2 separate regions of the Capra hircus genome follow, and region 1 is linked to region 2. A link is a contact called in public Hi-C data. All regions are on one chromosome and are shown on one strand. The core of a region is the stretch at or near the end of the contact, and the rest is flanking DNA. Distances in the headings are between cores, read along the strand shown. Region 1 has its middle 49 kb from the start of ONECUT1. Region 2 overlaps MYO5C (unconventional myosin-Vc).

Region 1 (3,754 bases), core at 869-3,368, 440 kb before region 2:
AGTAACTTTAGAGCAGAGAAACCTGATAGCTCCTTAACCGAGAGATCAAAGTTAGCATTAGTGAAAAGTGAAAAATTGGAAACATCAGTTGCTCAATAGTCAGACTCTTGCGACCCCATGGACCCCGCCAGGTTCCTCTGTCCATGGAAATCTCCAGGCAAGAAAACTGGAATATGTTGTCATTTCCTTCTCCAGGGGATCTTCCTAACCTAGGGATCGAACCCAGGTCTCCTACATTTCCGGTAGATTCTTTACTGTCGGAGTCACCTATAAATAACACATATCAACATTAGTATACTATCCAAAATAAATTTCTTCAATCTAATCATGAGATAGTATCAGACAAACTGAGGAACATTATAGAAAATTAACTGACTCGTACTCTTCAAAAGTGTTAGGGTCAAGAAAGACTGAAGAATTGTCACTATTGGAGGAGACTAGGAGACAAGACAATGTGAGCTCTTGGACGGAATTCTGGGCAAGAAAAAAGATATTAGTGGGGAAACAGTCAAAGTTCAAATTAAGTCTCTAGAGTAGCTAAAAGCATTGTGTCTACATTAATCTCCTGGATCCAGTAATTGCACTGTGGTTATGTAAAATGTGAATATCAGGCATAGCTGGATAAAGGGTAAGCAGGACTCCCTGTACTGTTTCTGCAACTTCTCTACGTGTCTAAAATTATTTCAGTGTAAAAAGTTTACGCATGTAAGAATTAAGATTTTAAAATTTAATAAATAAATAAATAAATAAAATTTAAAATAAATTTAAAAAAAAGTTTAAACTATTTGACTTAAACAACTATGTCCAAATTCATTTTTCTCTTAAAGTCCAGTTGTGGGTTCCTTCTTTGCTTCATAGGTTGCTAACAGAATAGTGTGAAAAGCAGCAGCCCAGTCACTTACAGCGAAGCACCTTGACTTGGAAACTTTGTTGTTTTGTTCAGTCGCTCAGTCGTGTCTGACACTTTGCGACCACATGAACTATAGCACACCAGGCTTCGCTGTCCTTCACTGTCTCCCAGAGTCTGCTCAAACTCATATTCATTGAGTTGATGATACCATCCAACCATTTCATCCGTCACCCTCTTTTCCTCCTGCCCTCAGTCTTTCCCGGCATCAGGGTCTTTTCCAATGAGTCAGCTCTTATTATCAGGTGGCCAGAGTATTGGAGCTTCCGCTTCAACATCAGTCCTTCCAAAGTGTAATCAGAGTTGATTTCCTTTAGCATTGACCGATTTGATCTCCTTGCTGTTCAAGGGATTCTCAAAAGTTGAGTGCGGCACTTTCACAGCATCATCTTTTAGGATTTGAAATTGCTCAGCTGGGATTCCATCACCTCCACTAGCTTTATTTGTAATAATGCTTCCTAAGGCCCACTTGACTTCACACTCCAAGACGTCTGGCTCTAGGTGAGTGACCATACCATTGTGGTTGTATGGGTCATTAAGATCTTTTCTGTAGAGTTCTTCTGTGTATTCTCGCCACCTCTTCTTAATATCTTCTTATCTTAATATCTTCTGCTTCTGTTAGGTCCATACCATTTCTGTCCTTTATTGTGCCCATCTTTGCATGAAATGTTCCCTTGGTATCTCTAATTTTTTTGAAGAGACCTCTAGTCTTTCCCATTCTACTGTTTTCCTCTATTTCTTTGCACTGATCACTGAGGAAGGCTTTCTTATCTCTCCTTGCTATTCTTTGGAACTCTTCACTCAGATAAGTATATCTTTCCTTTTCTCCTTTGCCTTTCACTTCTTTTCTCAGCTATTTTTAAGGCCTCCTCAGACAACCATTTTGCCTTTTTTAAATTTCTTTTTCTTGGAGATGGTTTTGATCACTGCCTTTTGTACAGTGTTATGAACCTATGAGACCTAATCCCTTGAATCTAGTTGTCCCTTCCACTGTATAATCATAAGGGATTTGATTTAGGTCATGCCTGAATGGCCTGGTGGTTGAGAACCCAAGGTTTTAACATTTTCCAGGCTGCAACTCCTTAGTTATATACCATTTTGCCAGCAGGTGGCAGCACTTGATTAGTTTCTCATCAGTGAAACCCAAGAAGCGAGAGGAGCTTAAGGAGGTAGGTGAAGCAGTGAGATGTCCTGGAGACAGGGGATAAAGATGACATTGTCATTATTTGATATACGTCACTCTAGGGTGATGCCATTATTTATGAACACTTAAGTGATGAGGCATAGAGGAAAGAACTTGTAAACAGTGATCTAAGGCTTGGAGGCAAATTTATCCACTCCACCCTATCCCCAGCCTGCTCCCACCCCAGCCTGGGGCATCAGGAAGGAGCCCTGGGCACTGCCTCCACCAGGTGCTAATGCCATATTTGAGAGACTTTTAAAGAAACTATAAATCAGTAACAGTATAAAAGTTTAATAATTTTTAAATAAGACTGTTACCAAATGTCTTGCTGGGTTTTCTGAGAACAGTGGGCCTAGGAGGAACTCCACTCGTTTCTCTTTTCCTCTCTGCTGTCTTCTCTCCCAAACCCCAGAACCACTCCCATCATCAAAAACCTGACCTCAGTGTCTCAGCCATCTTTGGTAGCTGTGAACCCCAAGCGGGCAGGAGACACCACAGCCAGCAAGTGCTAGAATTAGAACTTCAAGCCAAGACTTTGATGAGTCCAATCCCCCTTCCATGGGGCAGAGGAAACCCATCCTAAGTTCCTGCCTTTCATCTGTGCCGGTGAGGGCTCCCAGGTGACAGAGATGGGATGATTTCTGGTTCTGGGCACCAAGGAGTCCCTGATGAAGTTCAGGCATGCTAATTAAGATGAACCTCCCCATAATGGTTAAGACATATAAGATATGGTTATTTCTGATTTGGGTTTGGGGTTTTCTTCAATTTTGTTTTTGGTTGGTTGGTTTTCGGTGTTTTTGGCCAAGCCACACAGCTTGCAGAATTTTAGTTTTGATCTGCAGCCCCCGCAGTGGAGGGCTTCCCAGGTGGTGCTAGTGGTAAAGAATCCACCTGCCAATGCAGGAGGCTTGGGTTCAATCCCTGGGTCAGGAAGATCCTCTGCAGGAGGGCATAGCAACCCACTCCAGTGTTCTTGTCTGGAGAATCCCATGTATAGAGGAGCCTGGTGGGCTATAGTCCATGGGGTCACGAAGAGTCAGACACAACAGAAGCAACCTGGCACACCCCTGCAGTGGAAGCTCAGAGTCTTAATCACTGGACTGCCAGGGAATTCCCTAAAATATGTATTTTAATGATGCATTGTGTTCTGATTTTCCGAACCTGGGAACGTTTGTTCCTTGTTCCGCTACTGAACCTGACTTAACTTTTCTTTACCCCACTGCAGTGGAAGGATAATTGTTGTGAAATATAGAGCCCGAAACTTGTGGCCAGACCTTCCTGGTACTTCTGAAGCTTCTCCCAGAGAGACTTCAGTCACTAGGCCCGAAACCAAACAAGCAAAACAGAAGTCTATTTAAAGATGCCCTTTCTACCACTCCTAACGCATAACCTCCTGCTAATGGACAGATGAGTGCTGTGCTGCCTGTCCAGTGAACACGTACCACCTGGCGTCCTAACTGCCCCCAGCCCCTCAACAAGGCAGCGGGTTAGAAGGATGTGTGGGAGGACAGCGCCTTCAGAGCCAGCAGGGATCCTGGCCTGAGAGGTGTTAGGACTGACAGGGAGGAACTTCAGGAACCAGCCGCAGCAGGAGAGGCTCCTGAGTGCCTCATCCAGTGCAGGTTGGGAGCCACCACAGGCAGCCATCGCTGCAAGTGTCTCAA
Region 2 (3,946 bases), core at 493-2,992:
TGTGTTCACCCAGCCTCTGCTCTTACTCCCCTTCCTTGCACAGCATCCAGCCTCTGCAGAACCCTGGGCTGAGTCCTGTCTGGGCCCTCCCCTCCAGTTCTGGTCTCTTCAAAGCCATTCCCACCTCCAAACCAAGTTACCTTTACAGAACCTAAGTCTTGTCATGAACTCCATGGGTCCTCTCTCCCCCAGGAAAAGGCCACAGGACTGAGATTCTCTGGGGGTTCACTACAAATCTGGTCTGGCATGATTTCCCCTCTGCCGTCCTCAGCAGCCCCATCTATCACTCCAGCCATTACCATTGTGCGCTCTTTCTCTCTGTCTCTCTCTCTCTGCTTGTGTGGGCACTGTCTGGTTCCCAGCCACCTGTTGGGCTTCCTGCAGTTCCCAGTGGGATTCTCCCATGGGAGCCTTTCTCCTTGCAGCCCCTCCCCCTTCTGCCACCTGCAGCCAGGATGACCCTGAGCCAGCCAGCCCTCTGGAAAGCCTTCCCTGTACCCCTGTTGTTCAAACAAGTAATGCACAAAGCTCTTCAAGTTGTTAGCCTCTCACACTGGCCCCACAGCCAGCCCTCTTGGGTGGGCTTGCTCTTAACCCAGTCAAAGAGTCTGGCTCCATGTTTGACAGCAGCAGTGGCTGAGCAGGGAGAGGTTCCAGGACCGCCTTGAGTGCCAAGGGTGGCAGGCTGGCCCAGAGTTTACACCCCAGGATGTGGGGACCCACTCAGCCTGGGCAGCAAGATGACAACTAGACCCATGATAGGACCTCAGCAGCACTGATTGTGGGTAAGGGGAGTGACATGCACCTCGGAGGCTTCCATAAACATTACAGATCAAGTCATGTGCCTACATTTTCCAAATGTCTATGTCCTGTTCTTCAGAAGCACACTCTAATACTCTCTCTTACTTTCTATATTAACTTCTGGATTTCCAGCATGTCTTTAAACTTGAACAAGAAGAGTATATGAAGGAAGACATTCCTTGGACTCTCATAGACTTTTATGACAACCAACCAGTCATTGACCTGATTGAAGCAAAAATGGGCATTTTGGAGTTACTGGATGAAGAATGCTTGGTAACTTTTAAAAATAATTTTCTTTAACTTCAGAGCAATAATAGATGAGCCTATTTCCAAATAGAATTTTTAAAAATCTACATGTAAATTCCTGATTGATCAATTACCAGTTGATTTGCTGTTAATTCTGGGACAGCAGTCCATAGCAGGAACCCCAAGAGGCTGAGTAAACCTCCCACCCTCAGCATGTATAGCCCACCCATGGGTAACATGCATGACCTCTTAGGTCATGTCTAACAGGGAGGAGCACTTTGAAGCTGACTCTGGGTATGTATATGGAGTAGACATGCAAACAGCAAGTGACCACACTCCAGTTGTTAATGACTAACAGGGATTGAGTTTTGTCTTACTTCCTGATTCCATGAGTCACCCACTGGGAGGTGCAGCTGAAAAATCAACATCATACAATTGAGAAAAGAGACTCTAGGAATTTTCCTATTGTTATTACTCTCTGGGAGGAACAACTTTATAGTGAGTCAGCCTAGCAGTGGCCTTCATGGGGCCATAGGAAAAAATAATCCCTAGGATGGTATTTGGTCTTTTGGGTTTGAAATTGATATTTTAATGTTTAAACACACACATCTTATTTTTTTTCCCAAAGATTTATCACCCCCTTCCATGCTCAGATGGTGAAGTGTCTTGCTTACAATGCGGGAGACCTGGGTTCAATCTCTGGATCGGGAAGATCCTCTGGAGAAGGAAATGGCAACCCACTCCAGTACTCTTGCCTGGAAAATCCCATGGATGGAGAAGCGTGGTGGGCTACAGTTCATCAGGTCTCAAAGAGTCAGACACGACTGAGCAACTCCACTTGTCCATGATTGTTTTTTAAAACATAAGAAAAATAGTCAGTTTAATGATAATTACAACAGAGCGTGAGTAGTCAATTCCAGGACACCAGGGGGGCATTCGCGGAGCACCAGCACAGCTGTGAAAGGGGCCCCTGCGCGTCCTACGGAAACACGGGCACAGGCACCAGGGGCCCGTGGGGAGTTAGCGATGACGGTTCAACCTGCTGCAGAGCACGCCTCCGCGACGGCTCCAGTGCGTCCCCTCCCGCCTGGGCGAGGACGTGGCTCCGTCTCCTCGTCCGTGGAATTGTCCATGATTATAATGTTGAAGACGTACTGGTATTTTCTACCTATAATTCTCAATTCCATGGTTCTTCTCACAAACCATCCTTTCTGATGCCACCTATGTTTTAGTCCCTGCAGTGATGTAAGATTAAAAGGCAGGCACCAAGGCCAAACATTCTGGAATGATCTACTGGGGGCAGGGTGCAGAGGCCAATGTGGGCTCTAGGAATATTTGTACCAAATCTACAGAGCTCGCCTGGTGACTCATATGATAAAGAATCTGCCTGCAACACAGACCTGTGTTACATCCCTGGGTTGGGAAGATCCCCTGGAGGAGAAAATGGCTGCCCACTCCAATATTCTTGCCTGGAGAATCCCATGGACAGAGGAGCCGGGTGGACGACAGTCCTTAACATCGCAGAGTCGGATTCAACTGAATGACTAACACTACAGAGATAGTCCCCAGGTGACCAGTGTCACAAAGAAGTTTGCAGGTGTCATTTGGACACTATGGAGTATTAGATTCACAGAGTTCAGGCTATAGCTGAGGATAGCTTCAAAATCACCAGCAACTAGCTTAGTGTAAATAGTTAAGACCTAGTTCAAGGAGGGAAGTATTAACTAGGCAGTGAAACAATAGAAAAACTCTTCGTGAGGCAGGAGATGGGAAGGACTACATTTGGGTGCCAACCTTTCTCCATTCAACCAAGAATAAAAATTGTTTTCACCTAATGGAATTTATGCTACTTTTTCCTGAATCTTTAGACTACTTTGGGAAAAAATATTAAAATACTGCCAGTTTTGCAGAAATAAAATCCTTCATCTTTATATCATTATATCAGTTTCCTTTTCATTGATAACATCTTGTTCTTCTAAAAGAGCATTGATAAAATGTCTATTGAAATATCACTCTAAAGAATAAGATCAAAGATAGACTCATGCCTCTATTGCTGTTGAAAAAGGAGCCTCCCACATCGAGCAGTCCACTTGGAAGTGCAGCTCATCTTTGTTTCTTAGAATCAGCACTTTTCCTCCCCTTGGTTAATCTTTTGTCTCTAGTTGTCTTACTTGCTGTTTGGTTTGCTTTTCTCTTCCAGTTACCACATGGGACTGATGAAAACTGGCTTCAAAAGCTGTATAATAATTTTGTCAACAAAAACTCTTTGTTTGAAAAACCCAGAATGTCAAACACCTCCTTTATCATCCAGCACTTTGCAGATAAGGTACAGTGAGAGTCTGGAGCAGAGCTGTCTGCCCGCGGCTGTCTAGCTGTCCCCTGGGATGAGCAGGCAAGCCAGGGGCTTTTCCGGTCAGAATTGTCACAGTTAGCGTGTAGCTGTGATGAGGAATACTTGTGTGTATGCAAGCGTGTGTGTGTGTGTGTGTGAGTGTGTGTGTGAGTGACGGTTCTCTATTTGGCTTTATCACATGATACATGAGTTTCGATTATATTTTTTAAAGATAAACGTATTGGCAGTGGACCTCATTTCTGTTTTGGGGCTTATTGTAAGTTCATTAACCGTTTATGAGTTTATTTTTTCTATGAAGTTGTTATAATCAAGACTGGATAGGGACCTCCCAGGTGGTCCAGTGACTAAAACTCCATGCTCCCAATGCAGGGGCTTGGGTTCAGTCCCTGGTCAGGGAACTAGCTCTCACATGCCACAAATAAGAGTTTGTGTGCCACAGCTAAGACTCAGCACAGCCAAAATAAATTAAATTTTTAAAGAAGACAGAGTAGTTGTTTCCTGCACTGAAAGCTATGTCTTTTTTTGACCCTTTGCTTTTTTATTGTC

The links. A called contact is a pair of places that touch in the nucleus more often than the background predicts.
Region 1: a contact with region 2 is called in a Hi-C map of blood, with 11 times the contacts expected there. The contact joins two enhancer-like sites. A contact is called at or near these places in 2 of 5 Hi-C or Micro-C datasets (both in blood).

What each region holds. Positions count from the first base shown.
Region 1 is chr10:45,535,700-45,539,453 of ARS1.2, reverse strand. No RefSeq gene overlaps it. Among named protein-coding and RNA genes, the nearest start is that of ONECUT1, 49 kb to the left of the region's middle. Within about 2 kb of position 2,118, at least 1 of the 5 cell types and tissues checked has an H3K27ac peak or open chromatin away from gene starts, as enhancers often do.
Region 2 is chr10:45,093,662-45,097,607 of ARS1.2, reverse strand. MYO5C (unconventional myosin-Vc) reads left to right here. Exons shown (of 41, transcript XM_005685762.3): 12 at 934-1,074; 13 at 3,248-3,373. Among named protein-coding and RNA genes, the nearest start is that of MYO5C, 49 kb to the left of the region's middle. Within about 2 kb of position 1,742, at least 3 of the 5 cell types and tissues checked have an H3K27ac peak or open chromatin away from gene starts, as enhancers often do.